Linked DNA regions of Sus scrofa: region 1 is linked to region 2. A link is a contact called in public HiChIP or PLAC-seq data. All regions are on one chromosome and are shown on one strand. Each heading gives the region's core, a stretch centred on a gene start, on an enhancer-like site or on the middle of the called end of the contact. The rest is flanking DNA. Distances are from core to core; before and after follow the strand shown.

What was found. HiChIP or PLAC-seq counts read pairs in DNA pulled down with a chosen protein or histone mark.
Region 1: a contact with region 2 is called in an H3K27ac HiChIP or PLAC-seq map of alveolar macrophages. The contact joins the promoter of MMADHC here to the enhancer-like site in region 2. A contact is called at or near these places in 1 of 5 promoter capture datasets (fetal skeletal muscle), 10 of 47 Hi-C or Micro-C datasets (alveolar macrophages, embryonic fibroblasts, fetal skeletal muscle and 5 more) and 1 of 2 datasets of contacts at active chromatin or transcription factors (alveolar macrophages).

The regions. Positions count from the first base shown.
Region 1 is chr15:2,497,367-2,502,269 of Sscrofa11.1, reverse strand. It overlaps MMADHC (methylmalonic aciduria and homocystinuria type D protein, mitochondrial), which reads right to left and starts at 3,190. Exons shown (of 8, transcript XM_003133258.4): 1 at 3,067-3,190; 2 at 2,426-2,485. The coding sequence starts at 2,434. LOC102159998 (a long non-coding RNA gene) reads left to right here and starts at 3,173. Exons shown (of 4, transcript XR_002339312.1): 1 at 3,173-3,298.
Region 2 is chr15:1,732,705-1,737,872 of Sscrofa11.1, reverse strand. No RefSeq gene overlaps it. Among named protein-coding and RNA genes, the nearest start is that of RND3, 20 kb to the right of the region's middle. Within about 2 kb of position 1,557, at least 23 of the 83 cell types and tissues checked have an H3K27ac peak or open chromatin away from gene starts, as enhancers often do. A contact at or near this core is called in alveolar macrophages, fetal skeletal muscle, liver and 1 more, where this site is marked.

The DNA of each region.
Region 1 (4,903 bases), core at 1,941-4,440, 760 kb before region 2:
TGAAATGCTATTAAAAGATTTGAACAATTAAGAGATCTTTGAAGGAATATGAAAAACGTTTCATGTAGAATATACTTGGTTTTGAAGAAATAATATAAATTTTCTGAGGAAAGGGGCATTTCAGTGACTGACTTCCAGGAACAAATGTATGGAGTCATAAAGAATGTATTCAGAAGAATGGACAAAGTCCACTGAAGTGGGTATAAGGTAGTGTGGTGAAAAACAGGCTCCAAAGTTACCTTGTGAGCAACTGTAAGAGGCAGTTTATACTTGACGCAGACAGTAAAGGGCCTGTTACGTCAAGGTAATAAATCAGAATTTTAATCTGTAGGCAAGGAGGAAGTTTTAAGGAATGTACCACTACAGGCCTTGTAGAGAATGGACTGGAGTGGGATCAGAGAAGTGGTATCAAAGTGATTTACCAGGATGTTGAAAGAGTCTAGCCCTTGGAAACTTTAGAATCATTCTTTTTCCCTTTCACATAGTATCTTGAAATCCAACACACGAATTCTTTCTGACTGTATTTCTCATCTTAAACACAAGAAAACATCCTAACTGGGCTTTTTACCTCTCTAACTACTTCTTTACTATTTTTATCTTCCTTTGTCTTGCTCTACTCCCTAGTCACATAAAAACATCTACCCAACATTTCCCATATTTCTCTTTCTTTTATATTGCCATAAGATTTTTTTCTGCTAAAATATCCTTTTTCCCTCTCCTCCTAGGCCTGAAAAATTCTAACTCTTTCTTCAAGATTTGGATAAACAGAACCTCCTTTTTAAGTCTCCAAAATGCAATGCCTATTTCCGGAGCATTCTGCCCACCTGAAAATTTAAGCATCCTCCCTTGGGTATGTTCCTAACCTGCTTGAAGAGACAAAAATGATAATTCTCAATGAGCAACTGCGATATTTCACACAAAAGACCCAGATTTTGGCTGTTCTTAAAAACTCTGAAGATCTGGCAGCACTGGACTCACATTCCCAAGTGACATTTAGTTGGCCACACATCACTAAGGAAAGGTTTCTCCCTTTATACTGGAAATGAGTATTTCAGTTTGTACAAGTCCCCACCAAAGTGTCTTAATTTACCTGTTTAGCCTCTAAAGCATGGACATTTCTGACCCTTGCTATGTATGCTAACTAAATTGTTGAGGACACACACATGTGCATATTTCATTACTAACATCTATTCAGCATTTACAATGCATATAAGCTAACACAAATTTTTAAAAGTATATTTATTATTTTATGTAAACTTCTAACAATAAAGGATTTATAAAAGTATTTTTCAAAATGCCCTACTGAAGTAATTTATTCATTCAAACCAAAATAAAGCCAGGTTAAATATTAGCATCCTACCTTAATTAATACTTCTTTGAGAGTAGAACACCATTCTTTTACAACATTCCCTTCCTATGATTATGCCTAGGTAAAAATTCATCTTAAAACATGGGCCAGACTTGTGGTCTACTTTTATGACTTGGCCCTATAGTCTCATCCTTACACTATTACTATATCATGTTCAATTACAGGAATACTATTCCTGTTAATTGTTGTCATATTAGTCTTCCTAACATGTAGCTCTAATTACATCACCAACATTTAAGGAATAAAGTCCAAATTACTGAGTTTGTTTGGATCCACAATCCAACCTCATTTCCCACTTATCTCTTTATATTTTATCTTACATTAAGGAAAATAGACCTGAGTTACCGATTTTTGAAAAGAGGGGAGGGTGTCACCGAATATTCCTGCTATTCTGCCCACCCAAACCTCAGATTATCTAAATCTCACCCATCTTTCAAAACTCAAATTAAATGCTTCTCTGATTAAGTGAACCCAAACCCTACATAGATACTGTGCTCTGAATCTGCACTGTACCTTTGGGTAGCTTAAAAAAAAGTTTCTATTTTTATTGTAACTGTTTTCACATATGTCTTATGTCCTCTACTATATGAACTCCTTATGGCAGGATGTGTCTGAGTAATCACTGGACAGTTAAAGTTAGTAAATATATCTGGTCTATGGGAATAGTATCTCTTAGTCTCATTTTGTAGTATTTGTAACGTTATTTCCTGTACTGAAACTGCTACAAAACCTTCAGTTGACCTAACCAAAGAAACAGAAAACGTCTTAAAAACAGATTCTAAATATTTACTGAAATGGCTTTTAAAAATGTTGAAAGGATGCTGGTACCGAATTTTTTTCTAAAAACGAATCTGTAGAATAAATACACCTGTATTGAAAAGTTTAAAGCATATGAACCTAACTGCACACCCTTTTGCTTCTCTTAACATTTCTGATACACTAAGCATGAGTAACATTGTGCCACCAGTATCATTATAAGTAAACCCTTCCACTTTCCTAGCAAGTTCCCAAACTATTTCATTACCATACTGGTGCTTAAGAGACTGATTTACTCACATTGGCCATTTCTGGCGGAAAGGGCAGACGCAAATTATCTTTCCTTTCGTAAAGTTATGCCTGGGAAAGGACAAAACAAAACAGGCCGGTGACGGATTCAGCTCTGACAGACGGCTCGGGTAACGTTCACCACTGCCTGTGTCCCTCCACCGTCAAAGGCACCGAAGTGCAAGCTCTCCCCGTCCCCCAAGGAAGCCAGGATTCGTCCCCAGCCCCTACAGCGCACAGACCACGGTCCAGAGGCCGTGCAATTCTCGGCCCGGTCTGTGTCCGCAGAACACAACTCCGACTAGATGGGGTAGACTGAGAGACCGTCCACCAGTACGGAATCCTGAGGCCCCGAGCAGGTTGTTAACACAGGCCTGACCACAGCTCTAAGCGAGGGTGGGGAACGTGGAGCCGTCCACCGGGACAGCGTCCTGAGGCTCCGAGTAGGTTTTTTAACACAGGCCTGACCACAGCTCTAAGCGAAGGTTCGAGCAGCGCCGAGGGATGAGAAAGCAAAAAAAGTCCTAAAGACAGGACGACAGGATGACTGGGGACAGCGACAGGAGCCCTCTCGGAATAGGGGCAACACTGAAAGCTGGGGCACGAAGACTGGCGAATTTGGAGAGAATAACGCGGGTGGAAACAAGCCGTACCAGTCACCACCGCCGCCGCCTCCAGCTGTCCCAGCGCTCTACGCTTCCCGTCTTCAAAATGGCGGCGCGACGGCGGCGGGGTGAGCGTACGGGGGCAGCGAGCAGACTGAAGGAGTTGCTTCCGAGCGCGTCGATGGGCAGGATCGTCGAACCACCGCTGCGCACGCGCACAGTAGGCTTCCGTAGCGCCCCTTCCATTGGATAGTCCCGCCTGGCTGTGGGAGGAGAAAAGGTGAGTTGCGGTGACAAGACGGAGGGCTTGTGAGCTGAGTTTTGATGGGTCTTTCCTCTTTCCTTAACTCAGTGAAATATTTGAAAGCCTTCACTCTCCCTAACACTTTCTTTTTGCTTCTAGGAAGTATAGTCCTCTGTTCTTTGTAACGTGGTTTTTTTTTTTTTTTTAGTTTTTCGTGACTTACTGTTTTTGAGAATAGGGCATTTATGTTTTTCTCTTAATAGGCTCAGTAAATATATATCAAATGATGGACCTAGAGATTATCATACTAAGTGAAGAAAGCCAGACAGAGAAAGATAAATATAATATCAATTATATGTGGAATCTGAAATTTGACACAAACTTATTTACAAAACAGAAACAGACACACATAGAACACAAATTAATGGGTTCCAAAGGGGAAGAGGTTGGGAGGGATGAATTGGGAGTAGGGGAGTTAACAGAAAGGACATTACCATATATAAAATAGATAAACAAGGTTTATTGTACAGCACAAAGTACTTTATTCAATATCTTAGAATTAACAAGGAGTTGAAAGAATATATGTCAAATGACTTATTTATAAAGAGTATATATTTTCATTTGTCAGTTATACTTAAAAAAATTACCCTAAGTCCATACTTTATTCATGCAGATATTTTTAGCTGGGTCATGGTGGGCAAGTTTCTTTTTTTCTTTATGCGTTTAATTTCCTTACTTCTAAAACAAATAATAATAATGCTTAACTCGTAGATTGTTTCTGAAGACTAAATCAGTTCATCTATAGCTAACACATTATAGCGAGCACGCGCATGCACACACACACACCTCATAGCTTGAGAATCATAGAGGGTTCTGAGAAAAACCACTGAACTAAGTCTTGAAGTTACTTACACCTCGTTATTTTTTCATGCCTCATAATTTCTCTTTCAATTTGGCTCACTTGTCCAGGTTATATAATAAGATTTCTGGTTGAATGATATTCGTAAGCTTTTTGAATCTGGGAACCATATGTTATTCATTATTGCCAGGACAGAAAGTCCTCTGTCAGGTAGAGGTGGAAGTTAAGAGTCAGTGGTCAGTGGAATGGCAGGAGGCTGTCAGGAATAATTTCATAGTAGAAGTGGTGCTTGATCTGTGTTTTGAAAGATGAGTAGGTTTTTTTTTTTTTTTTTCCCTGAATGCCAAGAAAAGACAGAGGGGTGAGGACATTTCAGTCAAAGGAAGCTGTGTGGTCAGAAATAAGGAATTCAGAACACTATGGGCAGTTGGGAGATCCACAAGTAATCAAGGGGTTGAGTTGGAGGTTGACAGGGGCCAGATCATAGTTGGGCTTCAGTGTGTTACTAAGGTAGATTAATCCTGGAAGCAGATTTATGTAGAATTATGGCATTATCAGATTTGTGTCTTGGGGAGATCTTGGCCTTCAGTATAGCAGATAGGTTGGAAGGATGTGGAATTGGAACTGAATCGAGTGGTTAGGAAACTATTGCTGTGTCCATGAGAGCCTGATTTAAAGGTGAGGGGAAAGTTGAGGAATCAATACTGCATAGCTATCCATTAGTTGCAGATGAGGAAAAGGACAAGTTGAAGAGGACCTTCTAAATTTTTGACTTAAGATTT
Region 2 (5,168 bases), core at 308-2,807:
CACTGTGGAATGCCTTTCTGAAGTTTATTTGTTTTCAAATAGAGGTTCACTGTCAGTACCTCAGCACTCATGCAAGAAAGGCACTAATGGCTCCTTTCAAGAGAAACAAAATCAAAAACAAAAATCCAGGAGTTTCCCATGTGGCTCAGCAGTAACCAACCTGACTAGTATCCATGAGGATGGAAGTTTGATCCCTGGCCTTGTTCAGTGGGTTAAGGATCTGATGTTGCCGTGAGCTGTGGTGTAGACATGGCTTGGATTCCGTGTTGCTGTGGTATAGGCTGGCAGCTGTAGCTCCAATCAGATCCCCTAGCCTGGGAACTTCCATATGCTGTGGGTGCAGCCGTAAAAACACAAAAAAACTAAAAAAAGAAAAACAGAAAAATCCCAGAGAGCATTGGCTTTGCCAATCCTACAAATTTTGTGTTAGGATTTATTAGAATTTGTATTCCCAGGGGGAGCAGAGACAAAGAGCCTTAGAATTCACTGTTAATGAATACTTTTTAAAAGAGCTTTAGACTCTCACTAAATACATATTTTCAACATTCAATAAATAATGGGTTCATCATCTTTGATCAAAGTGCTAATATAATTACCACCAACTTTTTTGGTAATCTCTTAAGGGTCAATTTCATTTTATAATTGAATTTTATTTCATTTATTTCAAACTTCATTTCATTTTCACTTTTCCAATGTGTTCATCAATTGAAGATTTCACAGAAAGTAAGCACAAATCTATGGTAATGCATGCACATTATATAACAAACAGATTGAGGGAGATTCATGTTCAACTGTGGAGGAATACTTTTCCCTATTGGACTTCTAACCAAACACATAAATCTAAGGTTCTTATGCAAATACTATGTTGATGACTGGCAATTTACACTGCTCTTCCATAATCACCATAAATGGACCTCAGGCACTAGGATGCTCTCGAAATACCTTTTGCACTACCGTATCAGAGCATTATAAATGTGGTGCAGCTTGTGGCTATGGCACTGTGTACCTGGCCGCACACTGGAATGTATCCTGCCAGCCAGGACCTATGACTCAGTTAACGACCATAGAAGTCAACTCAACCACATGGTGCACCGTGGTTTGTCTGTGACAGTCTCTAATAGATTAAAAACACCCTGGGACAGAGGTTTTGTTTTGGTCAGGATTATATGCCAAGCCCAGAAAAGTGGCAGACACATAGTAGGCACTCAATAAATATTTGGTCAATGGAAGGACAGAAATAAAAACTAGGAGATTTAGAAAAGAACGTTAATGTCAAAATAATCCATCACAAAGGACATGCAGCACTGAGTTTCAAGAGTCTTACGGGATGAGGTGGCTCTTTGTATTCCTTCTAATAAAAAATAATTCCCTGGGTTATTTCTAACTTTTCATTTAAGGTACATTCCCATCAGACAAGAATCTTCAAAAGCAACTATTCCTATTTCTGGAAAAGATTAATAGAAGTGAGACACAATTAGAGCCTTACTCAGAGTTTGAAAACCACCTTTTAGTATTTAAAGAGGCATTAATCATGATCATTAATCAATAGAAAGGAATGTTCACAGAATACCTAGAATAAATGTTTGCTGAAGCAAAAAGTCAGAGGAGAAAAGGAAGGCATGCATGCCTAGGGCTGAAGACAAACTCTCTTCCTTTTGGTTTAACAAATTAAAGCTGCTGGAAAAGAACAATTCTCCAGAGGGAAACATTACTGTATAACCTATAAAATACTGCCAAGGTCAGCAGAAACTCAGCTGTTGGGTTTTTCCTCCCCTGTCAGTCACTGTTGAGAAACGAGTTTCTTGCAAGCCTGATTTAAATGTTACGCCTCAAAGTTACTCAACACTGAGGATTAGGAAAGTACTTTTATTTCCTTTACTATATGCCGACAAGAATGAGTTACAAATACTTTTGGTAAGGCTATGCTTTTAAAAAGACTTTTATAAGGCTATTCTGCAATCTCAAGGCTCTTTAATTTGTTCACTCATGCTAGAGACTTGCCTTTCCTTCTGGTTTGTGTTTCTGAGAACTATCCCCAAGAAAATAGCTATACCCCAGGTTTCTAAAGCCAATTTAAAGAATGCCACAGAGATACAGTTTTTATATGAAGTGATTTATCTCTGTAGGAACAGCAGTTTTAAAGTCCTTATGGAGTCTCTTGGGACCTGCGGAAAAGTTACACCTTCGAGTCTTAGCTAAAGACTGGGTTTATGGGCGGGTATCCAGGCCTCTCTTGGTCCTAAGCTATTCCGTGCTGACTTGTGTTGTCCAGTGTTATTTAGAGATGCCGCTACCATAAACAAGGACATTTTTATTTTCCTTTTTTTGTTGCTTTCCTTTAATTGTTGCCATACTTGGGTCCTGGGTCATCTAAACAATTGGCCTCTGTGATCAAGAATAAGCCTTCCAATGGAGTTCCTGTTGTGGCTCAGCTAGTCAAGAATGCGACTGGGGGAGTTCCTGTCATGGCACAGTGGTTAACGAATCAGACCAGGAACCATGAGGTTGCAGGTTCAATCCCTGGCCTTGCTCAGTGGGTTAAGGATCTGGCATTGCTGTGAGCTGTAGTGTAGTTTGCAGACGGGGCTGGGATCCTGAGTTGCTGTGGCTCTGGCATAGGCTGGTGGCTACAGCTCCAATTCGACCCCCAGCCTGGGAATCTCCATATGCCTCGGGGCCTCGTTCAGTGGGTTAAGTAAGGATCTGGCGTTGCTGTCAGCTGTGGCGCGGGTCGTGGCTCAGATCCTGAGCTGCTGTGGCCATGGCATAGGCCAGCAGCTACAGACCAAATTCAACCCCTAGCCTGGGAACTTCCATATGCTATGGTAGGGCCCTAAAAAGACAGGAAAAAAAAATTAAAAAAAAAAAACAAAAAACTTGTCTTGCAAGGTGGATGCTGGGTTAGGAACTAAAGCTTGAGACTCCAGAGGCCCAGGAATCGAACTAGGCTTATCATCAGAATTAAAACTGTGAGCTGAAGCATCACACTGTATTTGTTGTTTGTTTTTGTTTTTTGTTTCTGGCCGTGTTGTACAGCAGCTCAATGTGGAATCTCAGACGCTAGACCAGGGGTTGAAACTGGGCTGCAGAAGTGAAAGTGCCGAGTCCAAACCACTAGGCTACCAGGGAACTCCCAGAATCATACTGTTTTACTACTAAAGTGAAGGACATCTCCACATTTTCTATAAATTAATTCTAGGCAGTGGCTCTTTCTGTTTATGATCAAATCACTTAGTCTAATTATGCTCCATTTCCTTCTTGGGATCTGAAATCATCGTGAAAACCTCTTATATATGCAGATTTATCCTCCTCCCAGGAAACTATGACCACGCCAAGAAAAAAAAATCCCAAAGTCTTTTCCTTCCAGAAATGTTAGGCAAGATTCTGTAATCACCTCTATTAAAGAAAACTGAACAGCTAAATCAGGAAGTAGGTAATAAAAGGCAGATCACATTTAGACAAAGACATGGTTACTTTTTTATTTGAAGGGGGAAAAAAGTATGTTTTAATAAATACTGCAGAAACATTGACCAAACAAACATACAAAGTGACTTCAACATTTAAAAAACTGCAACGAAAGTTCTGCTTTATAACAGTTATAACTTATTTTCTTTTTACAATATTTAAATACAGAAAGCACTTGCCAGCTATTTTGTAATACTGCCCAAAGCATAATGCTGCATCAATCAAAGCATATCATGTCTGTATTTTGTGGGAAATGACTGGAATGGTATTTTTTTTGCAGAGACAAAACAAAGTGCTTCTAAGACACAGAACTGAGTGTTGTAATTACCTTAATCATCTCTCCTGCCACTACTAAATGGGAGCACAGCTTCAACACTTCAAAAATGAAGCTTCATCATTGGAAAGAAAGCTCGTTTTCAACAAGCGCCAACAATATAAAGGTCAGATCTGATTTCTTCTCTGAAAGAAGCTCTAAAAGGAACTGGTCAAAAAATATCTGTAAACTATTTTAAATGCTGATTATTTTACGTAACAAGTACGGAACACGGGTCTTGGTGGGATGTGGGATCCGGGATCCGGTTAAGTGAGGTTTAGCAATCACTCTCTAGAAACGCCCTAGATAGTGTCAGGATAGACATTGCATAATTTTCCTCTCAGGATTCTCAAAAGCTTGGATCAGAGGGTCCTTCTCTTATCAGGTTCACTGAAAGAAAGTGAAGTAAACCAACTGATCATCAGATGCTAACTTCAGAGCTTCATCCCCAAATAGGCCTTTTGCTTTGTACTTCTGGTACCTTAATTCCAGACAGCTTACTCACAAACTGTGCTTTCTGCTACTATTCCTTCATTCGTTATCTCATCAGGTGAAAATAGTACCTACATTTCCCCCCCCTTGGATCATTCTATGACGTCAAACCAAGACACCTTTTATTTGACTTTGCATTTTTATCAACGATGGCAAAAAAAAAAAAAAAAAAACCACACACCCTCTTTTCTAAACAGCACACAAAAATATTACATTGAGCAATTTACCACTTTTTAATGACAATCACAAGGATGAACAGAACCATCAGACTGAATAAGAACAGACACTTCTTCTCTAGTTGACCTATTCTCCATAGTGTTGGTCTGCACTTCTCACGAGACTGCGAAGCCTTTCTTGAGAACCACCTCGATGAGCTATCTCCAGGACAGCAAGATTTCAAAGCCTCACCAACTCTTCCTCTGGCTGTCCCATGGGTCCTGATACAATTTCCATTTTAATGATGAGCTAGGAGGAAATTAGATCACATCCTCTAGAAAACTAAACGCTAAGGTCACAGTGCCAGTTCCCCAGTGAGGACGGTATATTAATATATACTTTTTGTAAAGGAGATTAAAACACTTCAAAATTAAATCAAAGGAGAGATCCATGAATAGATTGTAACAAAGAAAACAAAAATGCAAGCACCATTCAGAGGGTGATTTTTCTTCTTGGAGGTACTCATATTCCTCCTCCTCAATCTTTAGCCCATCGGAATCTCTCTTTTTTGGCATATTTTTCAAGTCACACTTCAAATACGCTTCAACGTACTTACTACTTACTTCTCACCGCTTGCTCTACGGGCCAAACCTAAGGACAGGATTCCAAAAAGATGAGCATCCTTCCAAATGCCTCCTAAGCCTCCAGAATACATGACTTTGGCTGTGCACTTTGTCCAGAC